Regions from separate parts of the Mus musculus genome. Here all the other regions are linked to region 3. A link is a contact called in public Hi-C data. All regions are on one chromosome and are shown on one strand. Each heading gives the region's core, a stretch centred on a gene start, on an enhancer-like site or on the middle of the called end of the contact. The rest is flanking DNA. Distances are from core to core; before and after follow the strand shown. Region 1 overlaps Erc2 (ELKS/RAB6-interacting/CAST family member 2). Region 2 overlaps Gm35164 (predicted gene, 35164). Region 3 holds the start of Wnt5a (wingless-type MMTV integration site family, member 5A).

Evidence for each region. A called contact is a pair of places that touch in the nucleus more often than the background predicts.
Region 1: a Hi-C map of uterus shows a contact between it and region 3, with 6 times the contacts expected there. The contact joins the enhancer-like site here to the promoter of Wnt5a in region 3. A contact is called at or near these places in 10 of 39 promoter capture datasets (the 3T3-L1 cell line, cranial neural crest, epiblast stem cells and 5 more), 11 of 484 Hi-C or Micro-C datasets (the 3T3-L1 cell line, Sertoli cells, adipose-derived mesenchymal stem cells and 5 more), 6 of 115 datasets of contacts at active chromatin or transcription factors (embryonic limb bud, embryonic stem cells, neural progenitor cells and 1 more) and 2 of 9 other capture datasets (embryonic tail and pancreatic islet).
Region 2: a Hi-C map of uterus shows a contact between it and region 3, with 3 times the contacts expected there. The contact joins the enhancer-like site here to the promoter of Wnt5a in region 3. A contact is called at or near these places in 3 of 39 promoter capture datasets (the 3T3-L1 cell line and 3T3-L1-derived adipocytes), 6 of 484 Hi-C or Micro-C datasets (the G1E-ER4 cell line, cerebellum, nephron progenitors and 1 more) and 1 of 115 datasets of contacts at active chromatin or transcription factors (embryonic limb bud).

Annotation. Positions count from the first base shown.
Region 1 is chr14:28,374,439-28,377,157 of GRCm38.p6, forward strand. All of the region lies in intron 19 of Erc2 (ELKS/RAB6-interacting/CAST family member 2), which reads left to right. Gm52097 (a long non-coding RNA gene) reads right to left here. Exons shown (of 3, transcript XR_003951013.1): 3 at 1-1,286. Among named protein-coding and RNA genes, the nearest start is that of Gm52097, 6.2 kb to the right of the region's middle. Within about 2 kb of position 1,368, at least 39 of the 459 cell types and tissues checked have an H3K27ac peak or open chromatin away from gene starts, as enhancers often do. A contact at or near this core is called in embryonic limb bud, embryonic tail and uterus, where this site is marked.
Region 2 is chr14:28,674,228-28,677,172 of GRCm38.p6, forward strand. All of the region lies in intron 2 of Gm35164 (predicted gene, 35164), which reads left to right. Among named protein-coding and RNA genes, the nearest start is that of Gm35164, 26 kb to the left of the region's middle. Within about 2 kb of position 1,439, at least 20 of the 459 cell types and tissues checked have an H3K27ac peak or open chromatin away from gene starts, as enhancers often do. A contact at or near this core is called in cerebellum and uterus, where this site is marked.
Region 3 is chr14:28,503,765-28,506,799 of GRCm38.p6, forward strand. It overlaps Wnt5a (wingless-type MMTV integration site family, member 5A), which reads left to right and starts at 1,709. Exons shown (of 5, transcript NM_009524.4): 1 at 1,709-2,350. The coding sequence starts at 2,345.

The DNA of each region.
Region 1 (2,719 bases), core at 118-2,617, 130 kb before region 3:
CCTGTTCCCCACAAGGCTCATTGTTGGTGGAAAATGCAGTCAGCTGGCTCCACGCTGTGTTCCATTTCCTGGGAAATGGTTTTATGGAGGGGCATTTGATGAAAAACTGTTCATTCTAATTGTTCACTGCCCCAAGGTGTTAGTGAAGGTGGGGGCAACCTGGAATGCCCCTCCTGGAGTAAACACACATTCAAGATAGAGGATTGCCAGCAGTTTGGGGTGGGGGATAGGTTTCCATTCACCCCCCTGCCCTCTGGTCCTCTCCATCTTCTCTCTAGCCAAGCTGGACTTGGAAAAATTCATGAAAGGAATCTTGGCATTCTACACAACTCCCTTCTCCCTCTTCACTGCATGCCCATAGCCTGTAGCCTACCTACATTCCTGTGAGGAAGGCCTTGCATTCAACTAAAGCTTACACACCTGTTTAGCGCTTGCCACCAAGCTTGATGACCTGGGTTCAATTCGAGGAACCTACATGGTAGAAGAACAGATTGTCCTCTGACTTCCACACCTTCATGATGGCAGACACGTGATCACAGTCTCATACATTCAAACACAATATAAAATTTTAAAAGCTACAGAGGAAAAAAACAATCGAAGACATTCCATGTCGACCTCTGGTCTCCATGTGTACTCAACACAGCCTAAAAAGCATGTACACACAGCACACAGAGAAACCCTCTCTGTCTCTCTCTGTCTCTGTCTCTCTCTCTCTCTCTCTCACACACACACACCTAAAAGAAAAAGAAGGATAAAATAAAACAAATCCTCCCCCACACCCTACCCCCCCCACACACACACACATTTGAGTCAGGTACTTTTGTGTTTGATCTTGGGTTCTCTGTCTAACTTTGTGGGTTCAGTCAATTTCAGCCTTTGTAAAATAAGGACTGACTTGAGAAACTGAATGTGCAAAGAACTTACAATCAATGGCAGCTGCTATTATTTAAATGTGTTTATCTACACACAGATGTAGTGTGTGTGTGTGTGTGTGTGTGTGTGTGTGTGTGTACACACACAATCATGTGATAATTACAATGGAAAAAGAAAAAAGAAAACTTAGCTCTTTTTAATCTTCCCCATGTGGGGTACTACCAAAGTATAGAAGCCCTGCTTGTTTAGAGAGAAAGTCTTTATTGCTGCCCAAGATATCTAGAACGTAAAGTCTGCAGTTTTTCCACGGCTGAGGGCTGTGCTCACAATTAATGGTACTCGTCTCCTAAGCGGCCACTCCTTATTCAAACCCGGGTTTCTTCAGAGTTGGCACTCTGCCTCCATTCTCTCAACTAAAGAAAACACAATAGATAACCGCGCCTTTTATTCCCAATGTGACCCGCCACGTTCTGAAACTAATTTGCCATTGAGTCTTGCCAGCCTCTGCTGGGGGACTTCCTCTGGCTGAGTAATGTGGTTCTGATTAAGGACATCCTATAAGACCCAGGAGGACAGCCTGGGAAGGAAATGGGTCTGAGACAGAGAGAGAATGGATTTCTTGCTGCTAGTGGGACAGCCGCGTTGAGGACTGGAGGTGTAGAGAATTTCTCCTTAGGCTCCGAGAAAGAAGGCAAGCAAATGGCTGACAAATTGGCATCTTTTATGCAAAGCTGACAGGCAAGCAGGCCTTTTAGCAGAAAGAGGATATGCAGAACCCTGAGGCCAAATGGCAGGCAGGCAGCAGGCTTTTTGAAGTCCATGCCTGTATGCAACTTCTAACAGCAAGGCTTCAACTGAATGGCCTCATAAAGATAGGAAAACGTACTTTTCAACTCAAATACCATAGTTTGGAAAAGTGACACTTCATTTCCCTCCCTAGTACACACACTTAGGTAGACTTATATGCACTCCGCAGAAGTAGGCTGCTTTTTAATCCCTACTGTTCTATGAACTGGGTTGCAAATGCTAAACTTTGCCTTACTCTAGGGAGGCTGAGAGCTCCCCCTCGGGTTCTGCTAAGTACAGGCTGGCCCCTGCCTTGACTATGGGTAACTCAGGACCTTGGGAGACCCCATTTGCTCCCTCTGGCCTGGCAGGGGGTAGGCGTCTATGGCAGGAAAGACAAAAGGGGGTGGGTACTGAATGGACAATGAGAGCTCAGAGAACATGGAGTTTCTTTACCAAATACCTAAGAATCGACTAATACTTGTAACTCTAATATGATTTCCTTGTTAATCTCTGTCAAACCATGAAATCCGATATGTTAACCATGACTAAGCCGTGAAATTTGTCAACTTTGTCTGTAATTTACACGAGCGCTCTCTCTTTCTCTCTTTTTTTTTCTCTTCAAATCTTAACACAAAGTGTGGAAGCATTACTTGCCAGCATGCTCTTCCCAGCAGGCCGCTGGTATCCTTTGACAAGCAAGAACAGAGGGTGTGCGGTTCTCATGCTGTTTCAGGAACCAAGGACAGATAAAGATAAAACCCCCAAAACCAAGCCCTCTATTTTCCTTTGAGGCGATAACCATGAACACACTACATCTTCTTAGATGTCAGTGAGTATCAATAAACATTCAACTTCAGTTTATGGTTCATGCTAGTGGACATTAAAGACTTCCTCAGGGCAGAAGATTGTTTTTGAGAAAAAATAATAATAAGGAGTAAGACAAACATTGTTTCTTGTTTGGCTTCAATCATAGGCTGTATGATTGATCTCGTCAATACATTGGCTATGTGGGGAAAGTTGTGTAAGATAATTAACTGCCACCCTGTCCCCAGCTTTC
Region 2 (2,945 bases), core at 189-2,688, 170 kb after region 3:
TGTTTAACAGCTTCACTCATGCCTGAGTCATACATGCCTGTCTCTTCCCTATCTATTCCATCTCTTCTTGTTCTTGGCGTCCTTCTTTCCCTATACTGAAATGCCAACCTTACTACCCAGGTTTAGTCTTTCTAGCAAAATGGCTAATGCTCCTTCAGATCAGCCCTGCTACAAGGGAGGGCTAGTTCCAAGTCAGGCTAATTCCTGAGCCATTGTACTGCATTTGAGAACCAAGGCTTCGGCTTCAAGATTACTTTGCTCTCCCGGAGTTGCAATACAATAACATTTCTTTCCCCAACATGGATTGGGGAAAGAAATATTCTCATGTGAGTTCTTGGATTTTTTTAATGCTCTAATTAGCTTTTGGGAGGTGCATTTAAAGCTGGATAGCAGCTGTGGACTCAGTCCTTTCAGGGCTCCATACTAGGGGGAGTTGAAGGTGTGAAGAGAGGAGAATATGAGCTGTAACTGATGTTACAGCAATTATAATGCATTATATCCCTGGGAAGAGGGAATGGACACAGGACTGAGAGCTCTTTGCCATGGAAGTCATGTCCTTAGTTGCTGTGAGGTCTGTCTTGGATGGTTGTGCATCACAGAGCATCTAAGGAAGGGAGTGGCTTTAATTTTGTGCTTCTAGGAGTACACTCTGACTGGGGAAGCCTGACTGGTTAGATGTTGATTTTTTTGTTTTTTTCTTTTTCTGGAAGGCCATGGCTAGGTTTGCTAAGGCGCATGACAGATGACCCTTGTGAACCAATGTTGGAAGAACCTCTCGTTGGGAAGGTGCCATGGAGAACACTCAGCATCAATGCCCTACAAGTTTTCTTTAATGTCCAGTGTAGCTCATGTTCAAAATAGCAATGGAAATGTGTGGTGTTTATTGCAGGCACATATGTTTGTGATCAAGGTATAGCTCTCAGGGATGAGAAGCAAAATGCAGTCATTTGCTGCTCAGCATCATAGCTCTCATACATTCAACGAAATAGCTTTATTTATCTTCTTCTGCATATAGGACCTTCCATATTGCAAATTTATTGAATGGTTAATGGCCTAAAAGTATGGGGTTCATTACAGAGAGATGTATTTATTGCAGTGTTAATTAAATAAAAGCATTGTAATCTTTCCAAATTGAACAATTACGTTCATTTAAACATTTTAAGGAGAGAAAAAAACTTCTATATACTAATTGAGTTGTATAATGAAAAGCATGTGTAATGGAAATTTAAATAAAACAAATACTGAAATAATTCAAATAATTCTTTAACAATATAAGATGTCTACCTCCGTCTTTATTAGAGATACTCTTAGGGCCAGCCTGCTTCAGAACCCCTGCCCTCAAGGCTGGGCATATGATTTCAGAGCCTCTGGGCCACCCTCACATACCAGCTGGCCAACCCTTAGACATCAAAGTCCTGGTTGGCTACCAGCCGCAGCCCCTGACACTCTGGCCGTTTGCCTGGATCCCGACAGGCTGGCTGGAGGCCTGGAGGCTGAGCTGACAGCCTCTTCTGGAGTCTGATGAATGGTTTCTGGCAACAGATAGCTCTGTTCTGACTGCCTGTGGGAGAAGCACCCTTCAGAAAATGGGTACCGTCTCCTGGCCTGTCCAGGGTAGGAACCCTGAAAAGTTCTTGGTGCTGCTAAGTTTACATCCCAAAGAGCTCTGTGTTTGCTTTTGGAATTCTCACCTCTCTCCATAATTATCAGGCTGGGAGGGGGGTGGCGACAAAACCGTGTTATCTGGTACAGTGAAGAGATTTCCCGATTCCGTGTCCTCCTGTGAAGGTCTTTCGCAGCCTACAGTTTGTGGTTCTCTTCCCTGCTTTAGTTCCGTAGGGCTCCGGCCTAAGCTAACATTAGGTTGCTAGCAAAGGACAAGGAAGCAGAAAAGCAGGCACATTTTCCACCGTGCTGCTCACTTCCTGGTTCTACGGGGGGGATTTGTGTGGGATTCCTGGTTTGCCCGCAGCTTGTTCTCCTGTTTTGAACCAGTCTTCAAGCCAAGCAGGACTCAGTCAGCACCCTTGTCACACACAGACACAGTGTGAGGCAGGAGGGCTGCCCTCACTTTCTGACATGCGGATTTTGCTGGGATTATCGGGAAGCTTAAAGAGAAATGGCTGCCCTAAAACCTTCAATTATTAGAAAGTAGCAACAGTAAGTTGCTTTGGAAGCAAATTCCTGCTTGCCTTATCCTCAGGATGAAGTTTTAGAAACAGGAGTATCTAATCATAATCCTCGTGCTGACTAAATGTATTAATAAAAAGGGCTTATGGAAGCAGGATCGAGAAATGCAGACCGATTAGACGTGTGACACGGGAATATGTGTTCTGTGCCCCATTTATGAACGCCTGCCAGAAGTGTCACTGTAGCCAAAAGGACTAGGCAGACCCCGAAGAATGGAGAAAAAGTCCTAAAGTCAGTGACTATGCCCAAGATTTCCGTGGTGAGATTGATCAAGACAGAGAAATACTAAAAACATGAATGGACTATTCCCTAGACTAACAAGAAACTTGGATTATATAGAGCAGGACTGGACTATGTGCCTTCAGAGGGCCCCATTCAGACTTGTGACTTTCTCTTCCACTGGAAGGAAAGAGATCGTTTAGAGGGGAGCCATGTTTGGATACACCCCATCTTCTCTTCCCATGTGAGTCTCAGCCCGGTCATAACTTCCTGTACAGTGAGCCGGAGAGTAGCATGGACTCCTGGGATTCATCAACCGACTGCCATTGACTGGTGAGGACATCCGTATTTTAGTGGAAAGTCCAATCTCTGATTCTTTTCTCTGTGCATATAGCTTACTAAATGTTTATATTTCAAGTTCATTTCCCCCATTGTTTAATATATTATGGTCATAATCCTAACTGTTGTTGAAAGATACTCTGTTTGCAAGGTTTGAGAAAGAAGGGGTCCTAGCTTGAACATAGTTTGGAGAGCAG
Region 3 (3,035 bases), core at 459-2,958:
TGTGTGTAGTGGTGTGTGTGTGTGTGTCTGTGTGTGTCTGTGTGTGTGTTTACCTTCTACCCTTGAACGTTGGAAGATGGGAAAGATGGAGAAAAGAATTGCACTAACCCATGAGACATTGTTTGAGCATGCCACCTGTGGCATACCGGAGGATAGGGTGGTGCTTATCCATCCACTCTATCCAATCGAAGTCCTAACAATTTCAGCTATCTAGAGGTGTCTAGAAGTTCTGGAGTCTGGATCCCCGGTTCACCTAAACTTCACAGTCTTCTCACCCTGAGAGCCACCACCTAGATCCATATCGGCAGCATGACCTCTACTCTTGCCTGGCCACGTTGGGGTGAGGAACAGTCCTGTCTAGCAAACCTCTGACACCAGGGACTTTGCAAGATGCACGAGCCCACTCTACCCTCCAAGCCCGGGCTTTAAGCCCAGGGCGCAAGGAGACATCCCAACCCAACCAGGATCCATGTCAGTGAGGTCCTTTCTGTAGAGGTGCCAGTAAATGCAGTTGGGGACAGTTGAGCCAAGGGGTCCGGATCGGAAAGTTGAGGTTCAGACCCCCAAACGGGTCGACGGCTTTGGAAGAAGCTGAGCCGATCAGGAGGCAGGCAGGCAACAGCAGTGAAATGAACCTCGTTATACAGATGCCTGGGGGATGGGGAGCCTTGAGGAGGGGGCCCAAGGGGGAGCGTACCCCGCCTCCAGGCACCCTGTCCCGTAGTACAGCTTTAAAATCCTGAGAAGTTTGTCATAGGACAGCCTCATCACGCATGCGCATAGGCAAAGTTGACTTTTTTTTTCTCTCCCCCCCCCACCCCCCTTTGCCTCTCCAGCCGTGTTTGGTTCTGCAACTTTAAAAATATTTTTTTTTCGCTGAGAACACCAAGGGAAAGAGGAGTCTGGAGAGAGGGAGGGCGAAAGTGAGGGAGCTGGTCAGGAGGGCCGGGGGTGGGGGGCACGCGGTCCCCTCGCTGGGCCAGTCAGTCTGTGGGGCACCGCATCGCTTGGAAAGTTGCTGCAGGCTCCGAGGCACCGCCTCCGCCGTCCGGAGTCCGGATTGTGCGGCCGCTGCATTGCCATCTCCTTCCGCGGCCTCCGCCGGGCCCCACGACCGCCCCTCGGACCCCGGCCGCGACCGAGGAGGTGGGCAGCCTCGGCCGCCATGGACCTCTGGAGTTGAGTCGCCACCGCGGAGCTCTGCGCCCTCCGTCCTCTCGCTCTGTTCTCTCTGGAAAGGCGGGGGGGTGGAAAGAAGAAGGTTAACCCGAAGAAAGGAAGAAAGAAAGAAGGGGACCAGAAGGGGGAAGCCAACGTTCCCCCACAGGCTAGCTGTCCATCAACCGCTCAAGCCACCAAGCGGCAGAAAGTTCAGGGCTGCCTTGAACCCATTTTCTTTGCGCCTGGTTTTTGCCAGACTCTAAAATGAAAGGACAAAATTTGGCGCTGACTCTTGCAGCTCTGATGGCGACTTGTGCGATTTCAGCGGCATCTCCCGGAGAAAAAACCATGCGTGCCTGATTGTTCTGTGGTCCCATAGCCGCCGCCGCTGCTGCTGCTCTGTGTGTGTGTGTGTGTGTCTGTGTGTGTGTGTGAGCGCGTGTCTCTGTGTCTGCGTGTGTGTGCGTTTGTGTGTGTGTATGTGTGTGTGTTTGGGTGTGTGTCTGTGTGTACACAGAGGTTCACTAGCTAACTCAGCTGCAGGAGCAGTCCCTGGAAGCAGACGTTTCGGCCACAGACCCAGAGAGGAGGAGCTGACAATCAGGAGGCGTGAGCCGCCTGGAGTCTGCAGAATTCGTGGTGTGAATGAACTGGGGGCATCTTGGGCACAGGGATTGCCCCCCCTCCTTCCCCGCCTCGGGCCACAGTTGAGTAGTGGGGCATTTTTTTTCACCTTCTTGTGAAGAATTTTTTTTATTATTTGTTGTAAAGTCTTTTGCACAATCACGCCCACATTTGGGGTTGGAAAGCCCTAATTACCGCCGTCGCTGATGGACGTTAGAGAGGGAGCGCCTCGCCGCGGAACAGTCGCCTGCGCGCCCTCGTCGGACCCGCGGCTCCTGCACTGTGTCCCCGCTCGGCCCTGCGCTTGCTGCTCGCCCGCGCGCGCCGGCGCCCTCTCGGTTCCTGGGCACATTTCCACGCTATACCAACTCCTCTGCCCGAGTCCGGGCGCCAGTGCTCGCTTCCGCTCCGGGTCGCTGCGCCCACCCGACGCGCCCAGGAGGACTCCGCAGCCCTGCTTTGGATTGTCCCCCAAGGCTTAACCCCGACGCTTCGCTTGAATTCCTCGGCCGCCTTCGCTCGGGTGGCGACTTCCTCTCCGTGCCCCCTCCCCCTCGCCATGAAGGTAAGTGTTCTGTGCGCACGGACGCTCCCTACTTTTTCCCCCCCTTTTCAAAGTTAACTGAACTCTTTCAATCTATCCCTATCCTCTCCATTTCTCTAACTGCCTGGAGAAAGCTAAACTCCAATATCGCCGGCAGGGACTCCTATCTTTTCGTCCCTTACCCTGGGGACACTGCCTCTGCGTCCTTGGAGACTTTTTGCACCGGCTATTCTTCAAACCTTTTCAACTATGGAGAAGAGCGAGGGCAGGAAAGACAGTTCGGGTCACAGGCGGCGCGCCTTTTTACCTCGAGAACTGGAGTGTAGTTTTACTACGTGTATTTCAGTGACTGGATAATGATTCGATTCATCAAGTATATATCAAACGCTCATTTCACCGGCACGCGGAGATTGTGTGGCTGAAGCTCTGAGGCCGGATGAGGACTGTGTTAGGAGAAACGGCTGCGAGACTAAGGAAACTAGGGGCCACCTACCCTAGAGCAACGCACACCCCACCCCCAACCTCCGATCAGGGCCCAGTTCCCGGCTCTCCAGGTCGAGTAACCCGAGCGTTCCCGGCCCCTGTGCCTTTAAGAGTGCCTGGCGGGGGGCCAGAGCGCACCCCGCGCGGGGAGCAGGGTCGCGTTATTAGCTTTATTAGCGGCCTCTGGGTGAGCTCAGGTCCTTTACTGCAGCATTGGGGGCGG